Linked DNA regions of Ovis aries: region 2 is linked to region 1. A link is a contact called in public Hi-C data. All regions are on one chromosome and are shown on one strand. The core of a region is the stretch at or near the end of the contact, and the rest is flanking DNA. Distances in the headings are between cores, read along the strand shown.

The links. Hi-C and Micro-C count contacts between places; a contact is called where the count stands out from the background.
Region 2: a Hi-C map of mesenteric adipose tissue shows a contact between it and region 1, with 4 times the contacts expected there. The contact joins the promoter of LOC101115106 here to the enhancer-like site in region 1. A contact is called at or near these places in 7 of 16 Hi-C or Micro-C datasets (blood, hypothalamus, liver and 4 more).

What each region holds. Positions count from the first base shown.
Region 1 is chr3:43,818,172-43,824,936 of ARS-UI_Ramb_v3.0, reverse strand. No RefSeq gene overlaps it. Among named protein-coding and RNA genes, the nearest start is that of AFTPH, 29 kb to the right of the region's middle. Within about 2 kb of position 2,341, at least 30 of the 54 cell types and tissues checked have an H3K27ac peak or open chromatin away from gene starts, as enhancers often do. A contact at or near this core is called in hypothalamus, where this site is marked.
Region 2 is chr3:44,222,496-44,229,615 of ARS-UI_Ramb_v3.0, reverse strand. It overlaps LOC101115106 (large ribosomal subunit protein uL23-like), which reads left to right and starts at 4,746. Exons shown (of 1, transcript XM_042245993.2): 1 at 4,746-7,120. The coding sequence starts at 4,754. The coding sequence ends at 5,230.

The DNA.
Region 1 (6,765 bases), core at 1,092-3,591:
GTTAGAACTGTGCACTCACCCAACTGATGACAGAAAGATACTCTGGGGGGTTGGTCTTCTAGTTTATACAGCACTTATTTCTCTTTTGTGTAGATGTCAGGGAAGCAGTGCAAAGTGTTTTTGGAATCTATAAGTAGTGTGGAAAAGGAAATGGGAAGCATGCCTGGCTCCTGTGGCATGAATAATGGAATAAAAAATTTTAAAAACAATGTTTATTCCCTTGTACTCATTGGAATTCAACTCCAGGGCATATAGTAGGGTTTACAGGATTACAGTGGGTGGTCTCCCTCATGACAGGAATTCAATAAAACTCTTACCAATTCTTCTTCCCCATCTGTTAGTTTCTCTTCATTCACTCACTCATTTATCTATACCCTGTCTGGTTCCTGGTTCTGGAAATGAATGCAGCCACATATTCTATAGGCTTGGGGTGCTACGCATGGGGAGCTACGCATGGTTTTTAAGCGGGGGAACTCCACGATCAAATAAGACTTTTAGAGCATCTAGCATCTAGAATCAGTGCTGAGGATGAGAATAGAGGCCAGTAGCCATCCAGGTGAGTCCTAACTCGTGGCTGTGGAGAAGAGAGGATAATCAGAATTTCTTGGCTTGGCCAGAATGTGGATAGTGGAGAAATAGCAAAAACTAACTAGAAAGTTTCTTGTTTAGGTGATTTTGTGAATGATGACACTACCAAAAAAGACTGACAATACAGAGGAGGAGAATTTTGGAGAAGGGAAGATGGAAAGCATGAGGAACCACCTTAGTGAAAAGTGCCCTGTAATGATGTCCCACTACCAGTGAAGGGGACAGATAATGTTGCTAAGGAGGGTCATGTGTTGTTCCAATGGTCAATTGTGGGTTGACCTACAGCTGCACCATGTTGGGTTGCTCTGTCTCACATCCACAGCTGGTCTTACATGCTGATTGTGCCCCATGACATGACCACTATGGCCACTAAAGGAACTTTGAGAGTGTGGGAATGGGGTAGCACAAGCCTAGGAGCACCCTTAGAGACCACCCAGAAGGCCTCTATCTTTACTGATAGTGGGGCTGGTGTGTACCACTTTCACACATAAATATCTTGAGCTTGGACAGAAATCCACAGGTAGTGGAAAACTGAGTACACCAGAGGAGATAATCAGACTGTTATGATAGTCCTCAGGCTCTGCCCTGAATCTCTGCCCAAATTTGACCTCCTAACCTGAGGGATGAAGTATACTTAGTCGCTCAGTCAGTTCTCTTTTCAACCCCATGGACAGTAGTTTGCCAGGCTCCTCTGTCCAAGAGATTTCCCAGGCAAGAATACTGGAGTGAGTAGCCATTCCCTGTGCCGGTGGATCTTTCTGATCCAGGGATTGGAAGGCGGATTCTTTACTGTCTGAGCTACCAGGGAAGCCTGGAGGGGAAAGAAGAATTATTTCCAAGAACCCTAGTCTTCTGTCTTGACTCCCAAAGCACCTTCTCCTCATCTGAGTACCTCTGCTGCTCCTCCCACGTCCCCATAAAGCCTTTCTTTTCCATATTGGGCAAGTCTATGAGCTGAGCAGCTTCCTGGGTGAGAGAGAAGTTATCTATTGGAGCAGCTCGTACTGCATAAGCTGTCTGTTTCTGTTGCACATATAGAAGGCAGCTTGGAGGTTTTCTTTGTGTTTTTTGTCTTGTATTGCTTATTTATTTTCACTTTGTTTTAAATAAAAGTTTTAGGCTTCTCAGTATAACGGGCTTTAATAATTTTAAGAACAGATGACTGGGAAATATCTTGCACAAGGCTAAGACCCCCCCCCCCCAAGGAGCAAATGTGAAGGCGACCCCTGCTGGCTGGTTTTGCTCCTGCAGCCCTCTGCCCATCTGAACACGTTAGCTTTTGGGAAGGCCTGTGCAGTTTCACAGGGGAGAATCACCTAGCACCAGAAGATACTTTTGCTTTCCGAAACAATGGTCAGTGCCCCTGTAGACTGACCATGTGTAAAACTCATTCCATCACTCTCTGCCCTTCTCTTTCATCGGCTCTTGCACAAATATTCAGGGTCTTAATTTGTTCGTCCGTGGAACATTTCCGGGGCCCTGAGGCAAAGCCCGCACTTCGCCAGCAGTGGGAGCCTTCAGGCGAAAGAACACGCTTCCTACCCGGGAGTCCAGCATTAGCAGAGTTGGTCTCTTTCAGTAGTAACAGCCCAGCTATCCAGGCTGAGAACACTCAGTCTACAAGGGTTCCTCAGACCCGAGAGGTAGGTTTACATCTACCTAGAATTTTTCAGGAAACTGGAGTATTTATTTTATCATGAGATAACTTAACCCGGTGCTTCCTCTAGGCTGAGGCAGATCCAGGCTGCCCCCTGCAGGTGGGAGGGAGAGGTAAGCATCCTGAGCGCGGCTGCCCAGGCGGCCTTTGCTCAACCCTCGTGACCTTCTTCTCAGCGGTTCCCCCACGCCCTGGGCGTTGCTCCATGTGATGCTCAATACGCGATCCCCAGACTAGCGGCAGGGGTGCACCTGGGAACTTGTTAGAAGTGTAAATTCTCAGGCCCCACCCCAGTCCTACTGAAAGGCAACTCTGAGGGTGGGGCCAGCAGCCCGCTTCAGCAAACCCTCCAGGGGATCCTGATGCACCTCAATTTTGAGAACCACTGGTCTGGAAAGAGCAGTGTAGCCACCTCTGGAGGCCCTACTAGACAGCCCAGCTACTTGAGACGTGGCCCATCCTGGCTCATGTCAGCCTCAGAACCACAGGATCTCAGAAGTGCCTATTGCAGAGCCCTTCCATTTACAAATAAGAACAGTGAGATACAAGGGTGTGAAATGAGAACAGTGAGGTACAAGGATGTGAGGGAATTCTCCCACAAACCTCGCAAATTACAGGAGAGGAAAAGGAATGCCAGGAAAAGTAACCCTCCCAGGGTTCCTCAGACCTACCTGGGTTTGGGGGCTCTGCCCATTCCTCTCTGCAGGTCTGGCTTTCCCATGCCTGTGCCAGGGCGACTCAGAGCTCTAGGCCTTGAGACAGAGCCCCTGGCCTTGCCTTCCTCTCTTCAGAGTGATGTCCCTTCAGTCTTCTCCTTTTTGATCACACTAAGTCCTGCCTGCCACTCAGAGATGAACAGAAAGGGCCCAGTTGTGAAAGGATCACAGCAGGATTTGGTTTTGTTTTTCATCAGTCTCCAGCATCTTAAAACAATTTGTCAATCAACGAGAGATAGGAAGTCACTAGAAAGACAGGAAACATTGGAGGATGGAAACACATCCTGTTCAGCCGCAGCTGTCTTTGTGGATGAGCGCCTGGGTCTTTCTGGCAGGCTGGGATGAAGCGGGTGCACTGCCTCCCTCTCCTCCCAGTGTTCAGATGCACGCTGATTTTCTAGAAGGGCTGGGGAGCTGGGGGGTGGGATGAGGGTGAGGGAGAGAAGAGAATAGCACCTAATAAAAAGCTATGTGTAGAAAGAATTTTCAAATGTCATCTAATATATTTGTTAACAAAATCAGAGGGGTTCGGTCCCCAAGGGGAGATTATACCATGAACATGCAGCTTTCTCTCAAAGACTGGAGAAGCAATCGGCCCCTTTTCTAAGCTCTGCACATAGCCACAGAGATCCCCTGACACTCCCCACTCGCATGGCCTTGGGGACAGGTCGAGCGTTCCTTCGTTTTAGAACATCACCATAATACATTTTCCACCCAGTACCCACTGGGCAGGGTGGGCAGTGGAGGAGACTTTAAACAAAGGAAAAGCTGTCCTTCTCCCCAGATTTGGAGGAGTCATTTTTGCAAGAGGCTTTAACTGAATGCTGCAGCTGAAACTACTGAGGAAGCACTGAGGGAAATCATCCAGTAACAGGAGGGCAATCCTTTTTCACATTTCAGTGAGGGCTCTACTCCCTTCAGCCCTCTTGGGAGGTGAGCTTTGTACAAGGCTGTTCCATTCAGAGGGACTTCAGCAGGTATTTGTAGCCTGGCTGGACTTTGGGACAGCAATTAAAAAAGGCGGAGGAGAGGATCTTGCAGTAAGAAAGGGAGCTCAGGGTATAAAAGGCATGTTCATTACCAACACACTTGCCTTACACACACACTCATACTCACACTCAAAGCTAATTCTGCTTTGGTTTCTGAATATTCTGTCTCTGCATTCCAAGAAAGTGTTAAGCTAATACTTATATTTCTTACCCTCAAGAGCACTTGCTAAGTGGAAAGTTGGTGTTTTCAGAAGATAAGCTGTTTTCCTGGCCTAAATGAAAGTTTTAATCTCATTGAGGATTTTCTATTCTTCTGGAAGTGGGCTGTGTTTAGCGGAGGGATGGGGCAGGAGCTGAAGCAAGAGGAAGATTCACACACTAGGGTCCTGGCATGAAAGATCTAAGAATGTCTAAATGCTGTGGAACAAGTGATCATGACTTTTTAGCAAGACATGGAACAAGAGAGGAAAAGACAAACAGTAGTTGGGGTGAGGAAGAAGGAAAATGTGTCCACAAAGATCATATTGTAGGACATATCTGGAGATACCAGAAGGAAAATACAGGCAGCTCTTCCAACAGGACCATGTGTTCAGAACACATAATCAGAACAACCAACCCCCCAAAAGAGGTGGAAGCAATAGACACTGTCATGTTGGAGGGGCGGTGGTGATCAGGCCAAGAGTGACATGTGGCTCCAGGGAACCAAGTTTGCCTACAGTCAAAAATGTTTGGGTTCCATAGATTGGTAGCCTTAAACGTACTAGAATTCTGAAGTGTTAAAATCCTAGAAGGAGCTTTGCTGCTTATGTAATCTGACCCCTTCCCTTTTTATAAGAAAAGAAGCTGAGACTCAGAAATGTGAAACAGCTTGGCCCAAATCACGTGAAACTTGTCAGGACTCTTTCACTCACAGTGACAGAAACCCAGCTCAAACCAAGTCAATATACAAAAGGGAATGTGTTAGCTGGTGTAACTATGGGGACCACAACTGGTCCCCATCGCAAGACTGAGACAGAAATTTGGATGTGAACAATTCTAGAATTTATAGCAGAGATAGTATGAGAAATAGACTTCTGTCACAGTCTTCTGTGAAGAGACAGGCAGGCAGGCAGATGTGGGGCTCACTGGAATTTATTAAACTTTTCTTAAAAACTCCTTGCGGTCTATTTCCCAGAACAAAATAAATCAAACATCTACTTTGTGAGAGGCAGGAAATTGCTTGCCACTCTAAATGGCACTTTCCTCCAAGGACTTCTCAGTAAGGGTCTAAAACAGAAGTTGTAAACTCATGAGCCATGCACTAGATCCGATCTCCAGCTGTGCGTTGTCTGACCCACATATTAGGATGTTTTTTAAAATTCATTTACTCAACAAATAAATGTTGAGCTCTCTAAGCACCAGGTACTATTCTAGGCACTTGGCACACAAAAGCGGACAAAACAAGACAAAAAAAAAAAATCCTTGCTCTCATATACTTTGATTGTAATGGTAGGAAATGAGCGTATCAATCACTAGGTTTTCAAATTATTTATTTGTGTGTGTTAGTTGCTCAATTGTGTCCAACTCTTTGTGACCCCATGGATTGGGGCCCACAAGGCTCCTCCATCCATAGGATTCTCCAGGCAAGAACACTGGAGTGGGATGCCATTCCCTTCTCCAATTATTTATTTAGAAGATAATAAATAATATGGAGAAAAAAAACAGGAAAAGAAGAGAAAATATAAGGCAGGAGGAAGAGGGTATTGTGCCTTAAAGAGGGTGGTTGGGAAAAGCTGAGAAGGTGACATTTGAGCAAAAACATGAAGAGAAGAAGAAAAAAGCCTTATGGATGCCTAGAGGAAGTACATTCCAGTAAGAAGTGCAAAAACTTTGAGGCAGAAACTTACCTATGATGTTTAGGAAACAGCAAAAATGTTTTTTGGTTTTTTAATCTATATGAGATGCCAACATTTTAAAAATTGGAAGATTTCACATCAACATCCAGATTCCCACTTTTTCTTGGAAAAAAAAAATCCAGGTAGGATCTGGCAATGTTGGCTCCAAATTCTCCCATAAGAGAATGAGCCAGATCTAAACAGCAGCTCTTCCCCTGTAATGGAACAAGCATTTCCAGCTTGGCGCAGTCCCCTCCCCACCCCAGTACCTCTCTTGGCTCTCCACTACTTCATTCATTTGGTCAAGTCCCTGCAGGCGTTTAAGCTCTTGCAGCTACATAGGCCAGGCTATGGTCTTAGGTAAAGCCCAGCAGCTCAGCGGCTTAATACAACAGAAGACTCATTTCCTGTTCACACAAAATCCAACAGGAGTGGGGTGATTCTTCCAAGCATCTGCCCTCTGAGAAATGACTCCAGGATCCAGGTTATTTCCATCTTGTGGCTCTGCCTTTTCAATTTTGGAAACCTAAGTGCTTTGACTTTTATAGCAGATACAACAAATGAGCCAGTGGAAGAGAAAGGTGAGAGGGAGGAAGAGCATGGTGTCACAGAAACCGTGGTAAGTACCTGAAGAAAGAGAGAATAGACAAGTTATCTTCCACTCCTGGATATAGTCATGCATTTAGACTAATTGGGTTCTATAAATTAGATAAAGCTCACTTGGGGGGAGCTTTAGCAATATGCCTAAATCTATCAAGTAATGGGAAAACTCCCTATGGGTTCTGAGGTGTCTGCTCAAATCCCCCAAACAAAAGCCATACAGCCATTCCTCTGCCTAAGCAGTGCTGCACCCAAGCCCACCAGGATGGACAGGACCTGCTGTTCTGGCTCTGACGATGTCTGTTGTGTGATCAGTTGTGTCTGACTCTTGGCGACCCCAT
Region 2 (7,120 bases), core at 3,497-5,996, 400 kb before region 1:
TTTGCTGATAACTTCTCCCACTGAAAGGAAAATGGACCTTATTAATTTCAATATCTTCATGAATTAGTCTATTTCCAGGAATATATGCATTTTAAAAGAGAACTCCAGGATAAAAAATGAAGCTCTAATGATAGAAATTTCAGACTCTGTGACACCAGGAATGGAGAAGTATGTTTAACCTCATCTATTATGAGCAAGATGAAACCTAATTTTCTTGCATCTTTGTTCTAAAACATGTCACTCAGGGCTGAGCTTTAAAGTCCCTGCTTCACTGTTTGTGTAACTGTTCAGGACTTTCCAGGGTATGAGTTATTCAAAACAAATTTTAGCCTATATCAAGGTAAGCTTAGTTTTTAGTTTTGAAAGTACAAGAAATACCTAAAGGTTGTGGGTAATTGTTTTATAGTGTGCCTGAAAAACCACTAATATTGCCTGTTTTTTTACATCTTGCCTCTGATCAGCCCTGCCTCTTCAGCTACACTTAAAAAGAAAGGAATCAGGTAAACAACTTTTAGCAATCAGGGAACCTTAAAATAGCAGTGATCTGTAGCAGGTTAAGCATACAGCAACACACATGCAATCATTCAAATTTTGTATGAGACTAACAATTTATACTTTGATCTGACTTGATTATTTGAAAAAGCTGCTTTTCAGCAGCATAAATATAGACACTAGTTCTGTCTTGCAGCCAAGTTTCTCATCAGAAAGCTACATTAACCTTATGATTCCCTTACATAGAAACTAGAAGCGGTAAACTTCTTCTGAACAGTAAACTAATAAAAAGGTATCCATGAATGCTTGTTGAGTTTAAAAATATTGTCTTTCTCCTTTTCCCCACTGGATGAACTTAGTTGGTTTCAGTCCACACTTATTTACTGTTTATTATGTGTCAAGCACTTTTTAATGCAAAAATACAGTGCTGAAGAAGGCAAACCAAGTCCCTGTCCAAGGAGGTTGCATTCCAAGTAAGGGCAGATAGGTAATAAACATTTAAACAAACAAATACTACTGTTTCAGGAACTGAGGGCTATTGAAGAAGATAAAATAGGGTAATACGGCCAATGGTACCTGAGGTGGGATGCAGCTGCTTGGTGACATCTGAATTGAGATCTGAAGGCTGAGAAGGAGGGAACAGTGTTACTGTCTAGGGAAGAGCTCTGCAAGCAAAGAAACAGTAAGTGCAAAGGACCTGGGGTCGAAACAAACCTGGTGTATTTGAGGCCAGAAAGGTGGCCTGGAGCAGAGTAAGAGGGAAGGCCTGGAAGAGAGGAGATGAGGCTGAAGAGGAAGGCAGAGTCAGGTCAAAGAGTGATAGGAAGCTACTGGAGGATTTAAAGCAGGGAAGCTGGGAAGTGATGATTTATATTTAATTAAGGATCTAACATATTTTAAAAAGAAAAGTCTGGCTTTGTGGAGAATAGATTGTAGAAGGTCAAACACAAAATTGGGGAGTCCAGGGAGGAGACGATGGCAGAGGTCCAGTGACAGATGCTGGTGGCGGCTGGGAGGAGGGTTTCAGCAGCAAGGCCGCTACTGGCCCACACATTGCTTTTGTGACAATTAGAAAAAGTCTCCCATTCCCTTTGGTGGTTCTGAATAGGAGATGAATTATATACGGAGTGCAAAGGAAAGAGAAGAGTCCAGAATGACTCAGGCTCACACTGCCTAACTGGGTGGAAACCGGTAGAATCAGGAGTTCAGTTTTGTTTATGCTCACTTTGAGGACCATGAAGTTTTTGTATGAAATTAGTGTACCCTAATCGCAACTGAAAACTTAGTAACTTTTACCACCCTGACACTGGCTTTCCCCTCAGCCCTGGGAACCTTATGCTGATATCATGGAGATAACATTTGTGAGATATTCTCCCAGCGTGTTTGCTTTCTCAGTAAACCCTGGCTCTATGGCTCCTCCACCCAGTGAGTCAAGGACATGCTTTGAGTCACGGGGAGGAAGGAACCCAGCCAAGAATGGGTAAGTCATCATTTAGCTTTGAGTTTCAAAATAGGATTGAAAAAAAGTCATAGCAAGACAATAGATTGAAATTAAGTGCTTCTGATTTGTAAAAGCCAGACTTTGCTGAAAGAAAAAAAAAAATATGTTTGTATACACAGATGAGGCAGAGCTTGGAGAACTGCCCCTGAGCAGGTCACAGACGGTGCCAGGAAGAAACACAGGATGTGACGTCAGAGCCATTTTCCCATGACTGGAAGAGAAAAGTTTAAGCAGCTTGCAGGAAGCTATGAGAGTCAGAGGTTATGAGCACAGGGTTGCCCCAGATGAGGGGTGACCGGAGCCCTAAGGCAGGAGAGCTGCTGGCTTTCCCTTTGGAACTGGGCCAACTACAGAGAAGAAGAAATGCGACGGTTGGGTAATGAGAGGCCTTGAGAAGTGCTCCCCGTTTCCCGGCCTGTGTGCAGTCTACAGCAGATCCCCTGGGAGGACAGTGAAGGCTGAAAGGATGAATGGGGCTGTAATGGGCCTGGCCTTGGGCCAAGAAGGTAAAGGTATGTGACCTTTACCACTGATGATCACGGTGGAGACTGTGGCTGTCAGGAGCTGGAATGAACACAGCCCAAAGGCCAGAGAGAACAATTTCCTCACCATGCTCTCTTCCCTTGTATCTCCCCTGTAGCATGCCTTCCACCTGGGCAACCATTTGGGAAAGGGAATGGGGAGAGGAGAACCCTAGGATGAGGGAGAAACCCTGAAAGGTGCAGTGATTTCCCAAAAGAGACTGTTTTGAGCCTAAAAGTGTGCATGCTAAGTCACTTCATTCATGTCTGACTCTGTGACCCTACGGACTGTAGCCCACCAGACTCCTCTGTCCTTGGGATTCTCCCAGCAAGAATATTGGAGTGGGTAGCCATGCCCTCCTCCAGGGCATCTTCCCGGCTCAGGGATCAAACCCATGTCTCTTATCTCCTGCCTTGGCAAGTGGGTTCCTTACTACTAGTGCTACCTGAGAAGCCCAAATCTAAAAGAGGCTTCTTTAATCAGCAAGGTCAAGTGTTTTCCACCTGCATCAGCAATGGGGGCTTTTTAGCAAGAAGTCATGATATACAATAAAGTTACCATATGTATTTTTGTAAATCTGATTTATTAAGCGTATCCATTACAAGGCTGCTACCTTAGGAAGGTATCTTTACTGAATGAAGACAATTTAGCTTATGTACCTCAGCTTATAATGGGGGTGGGGTGGGGAGCAGAGAGGGCAGGGATTGATTTTGTCAGTATTGGTTGCCTCCAGAGACGGTAGCTGGGGGACAGAGAAGAGAGAGATTTATTTTTCACTGTACACCTTTTGTAACTTTTGCATTTGTACCACGTTTAAGCATTAACTATTCAAAAAATAAAGTAAAATGGGAAAAATAAAAGCTTTTGAAATGAAAAAAAATGTAGATGCACAGAATCTAACATTCAGTGCTTGACAATTAACAGTCAGTACTTTTTATCTCACCAGGAATCTTTGGGCCACTCCTCCTTGGTGCACCCTGGGGTTGTTACTTTCATTTGTGCTTGTGTTGTCTTTGTAAGCTATCTTGCCCCTCCATCTAGCCCATGACCCATCTGTGTTTTCGTACCCCAAACACAGTACCGCACATCCTGTAGGCAGACCATCCACTGTCTGGGGGAAAACAATCCCACTGACCAGTCAGTTTTGCCTGCCGTCCTGGATTGAGGTGTGGAATGGATTGATGAGGGCTGGAACTGGTTATTTCAGACTGGCATCAAGTAGGAATGGGGACTCAGTGGAAAGGATTTGAGTACTGGAGTCAGACTCACTAGGACTTACCTCTGCCAGCTACTGACTCATGGCCTTGGGTGAGTCTTCAGTTTCTTCTAAACATTAGAGTTAATACAAACCTCACTGGGTTATCCTAGTACAATGCTAGAGCTGTTCTGATTACCCTTGACCCCCAGTCCAAGAAAAGACAGGAGATTAATTTTTATAAAATCTTATGTCCAGCCAAACTCAGGGTACCCATTCTCCGTTTTCCTTGGTTTCTTCTCAAGACAGTCATCTACCTCATCTTTTACTCTCATTCACAACTTTCCTAGACTTTTACTACCTTGGCCCAATCTTCCTTTGCTTCTCTTTTCTATTAATGTATTTTCACTTGCAAGTAACAGGTAACTCAAGTCTAACCAATTTGAACAATAAGGGTATTTTCTGACTCAAGGGACTGAACATCAGCTGTGGAAAAGGCCTTGAGTTGGTTGCATTTCAGAATTACTACTACTACTAAGTCGCTTCAGTCGTGTCCGACTCTGTGCGACCCCACAGATGGCAGCCCACCAGGCTCCCCCATCCCTGGGATTCTCCAGGCAAGAACACTGGAGTGGGTTGCCATTTCCTTCTCCGAATTACTAAGGCCTCTGTTTCTTTCTGTCTCTCCTGTACCACCCTCAACATCAGCTTCATTCTAGGACTGATTCCCCTAGCAGTTATGGGCTGGATGTTAGCAGCAATTGGGCCTACAAATGTCATTATGTCCAGAGGAGCTGAGAGGAAGTGAGTCTATAAGCATCAAACAAAAGTCTTAACATTCTGTGAACTGGAATAGAATGAACCAACCATGGTGACTAGGAGACTGCCATGCGCTAATGCACTAAGGTCTAAATTAGGTTGTTAGGTGTCCAGTGATTTACGATGTCTATCATCTTCGTGAATTGTATGTTTTAGCATTAAAAATACTCATCTTTGTTTCATCTAAAAATAATTAATTAAAAAAATAGGGAGGTAGCCTTTTCATGAAGATGGCGCTGAAGGCAAAGAAGGAAGCCCCTGCCCCTCCTAACGCTGAAGCCAAAGCAAAAGCTTTGAAGGCCAAGAAAGCAGTGTTGAAAGGTATCCACAGCCACAAGAAAAAGACGATCTGGACGTCACCCACCTTCCGGCGGCCCAAAACACTGCGGCTCAGGAGGCAGCCCAAATATCCTTGGAAGAGCACCCCTAGGAGAAACAAACTTGACCACTATGCTATCATCAAATTCCCCCTCACCACCGAGTCAGCCATGAAGAAAATAGAAGACAACAACACACTGGTGTTCATTGTGGATGTCAAGGCCAACAAACACCAAATCAAACAGGCTGTGAAGAAGCTCTATGACATTGACGTGGCCAAGGTCAATACTCTGATCAGGCCTGATGGAGAGAAGAAGGCGTATGTTCGACTGGCTCCTGACTATGATGCTTTGGATGTTGCCAACAAAATTGCGATCATCTAAACTGAGTCCAGCTGGCTAATTTCAAATATAAAAGTTTTCACTATTAAAAAAAAAAGGGAGGTAGACATAGATTTGAGATAGAAGATGACAATAGTGGGTTTAAGCAAGATACTAGCTGCTGACTTTGAAGATGGATGAAGAGGCCATGAGCTAAGGAACACAGGAGGGCAGCTCTAGAAGCTGGAAAAGGCCAGGAAAGGGGCATAAGTTGCAAACAATAACTGCATCCCTAGTAAATGTGCAGTCCGATGGGGTTATGACAAACATGTATGTCCCTGTAGCCACCACCCAATCAAGATACATCACCTCAAAAGGTTCTCTTGTGGGGATGTGGGAGAAATGGATTGGGAGTTTGAGATTAGCAGATGCACACTATTATACATAGAATGGATAAACAAAAAGTTCTGACTGTATAGCACAGGGGACTATATTCAATATCCTATGATAAACCATAATGGAAAAATAGGAAAAAGAATGTTCATATATATGTACAACTGAACCACTTTGCTGTACAGCAGAAACTAACACAAAGTTGTAAATCAACTAAACTTCAAAAAAACAATTTTTTTAAAAAAAGGTTAAAAAAACTGTCCACTCTTGAGCCAGTCACAGCAGCAAGGCAGACGGGATTACCATGATTAATTTATATCAGTTGTTCTCAACTGTGAGTGGTAACACCTCCTTCAGATTATTGAGGCATGTTATGACTAGGAGGTCACTGGCATTTAGTGGGTGGGAGTCAGGAGCTTTTACTGTCTTGCAAAGTACAGGACAGCTCTGTACAATGAAGAACTGGCCTGCCCCAAATGCCAATAGTGTCCCTGTCAAGAAATACTGGCTTCAGAACGAGGGCACATCCCCCTGAACCTGGGAGTTTATTTTCCTTTAAAGTACAGAAGTCACACTAGGGTGAATAGATACCTGAACCAAAACAACCGGATCACTGAGTTCCTCCCTTATCTTGATTGGCTCCCTTCTGTCTCCTTAAATTCCTCTTGACAGCATCATTTACTTCCTAGCTCCGTTCTATTGTGCCTACCCAGATAAACCCAGCAAGTCTTGGTATCTCCCAAGGTCTGGGCTCAAATTGTTTAATTTAAAATGTAACAGGTCACATGGTCATCCATGAGAGAGGCTAAAATTTTCATCCTCCTTGCAGCTAGATGTGACGTGTGACCAAGCTGTGGTCAATGGATTTAGGTAGAAGTGGCATATGCCCTTCTGGGCCTTCCTTTCGTCCTGCTGGCTGCAATGCACACGAAATGGATGGACATGGAGGAACCACATTAGACCACGACAGGGAAGCTAAATGCTGAGGATGGCAAAGTAAGGAGATCAAAGGAATTTTGACTCTTGACACATTGGTCTACCTGGATTTTTACATAAGAGGGTAATCAACTTCTTTCATGCTTGTGTGCATACCAAGTCACTTCAGTCATGTCCAGGTCTTTCCAACGCTATGGACTGTAGCCTGCCAGGCTCCTCTCCCATGGGGTTCTCCAAGCAAGAATGCTGTAGTGGGTGGGTTGCTATGCTCTTCTCCAGGGGACCTTCCCTATCCTTGGATTGAACCTGCATCTCTTATATCTCCTGCATTGGCAGGTGGGTTCTTACCACTAGCGCCACCTGGGAAGCCCTCTTTTATGCTTAAGAAACTGTTATTTGGGTTTCCTGTCACTTGGAACCAACATAACTACATAACAGTATCAGATCCATCTAACTTTCTCCCCAGAGCAATTTTGGGGGTTCAAATGCTGATGGTCAAGTCACATGACTAAGCAGATTGCTGCTAATATCTAGTATATTCTATACCCTTACTTGGTCCTTAGTGCTGCCCAGCAGTGTCTCTATTCTCTCCAGTAGCTACTTCAAACCTCATTCATGCTCCTC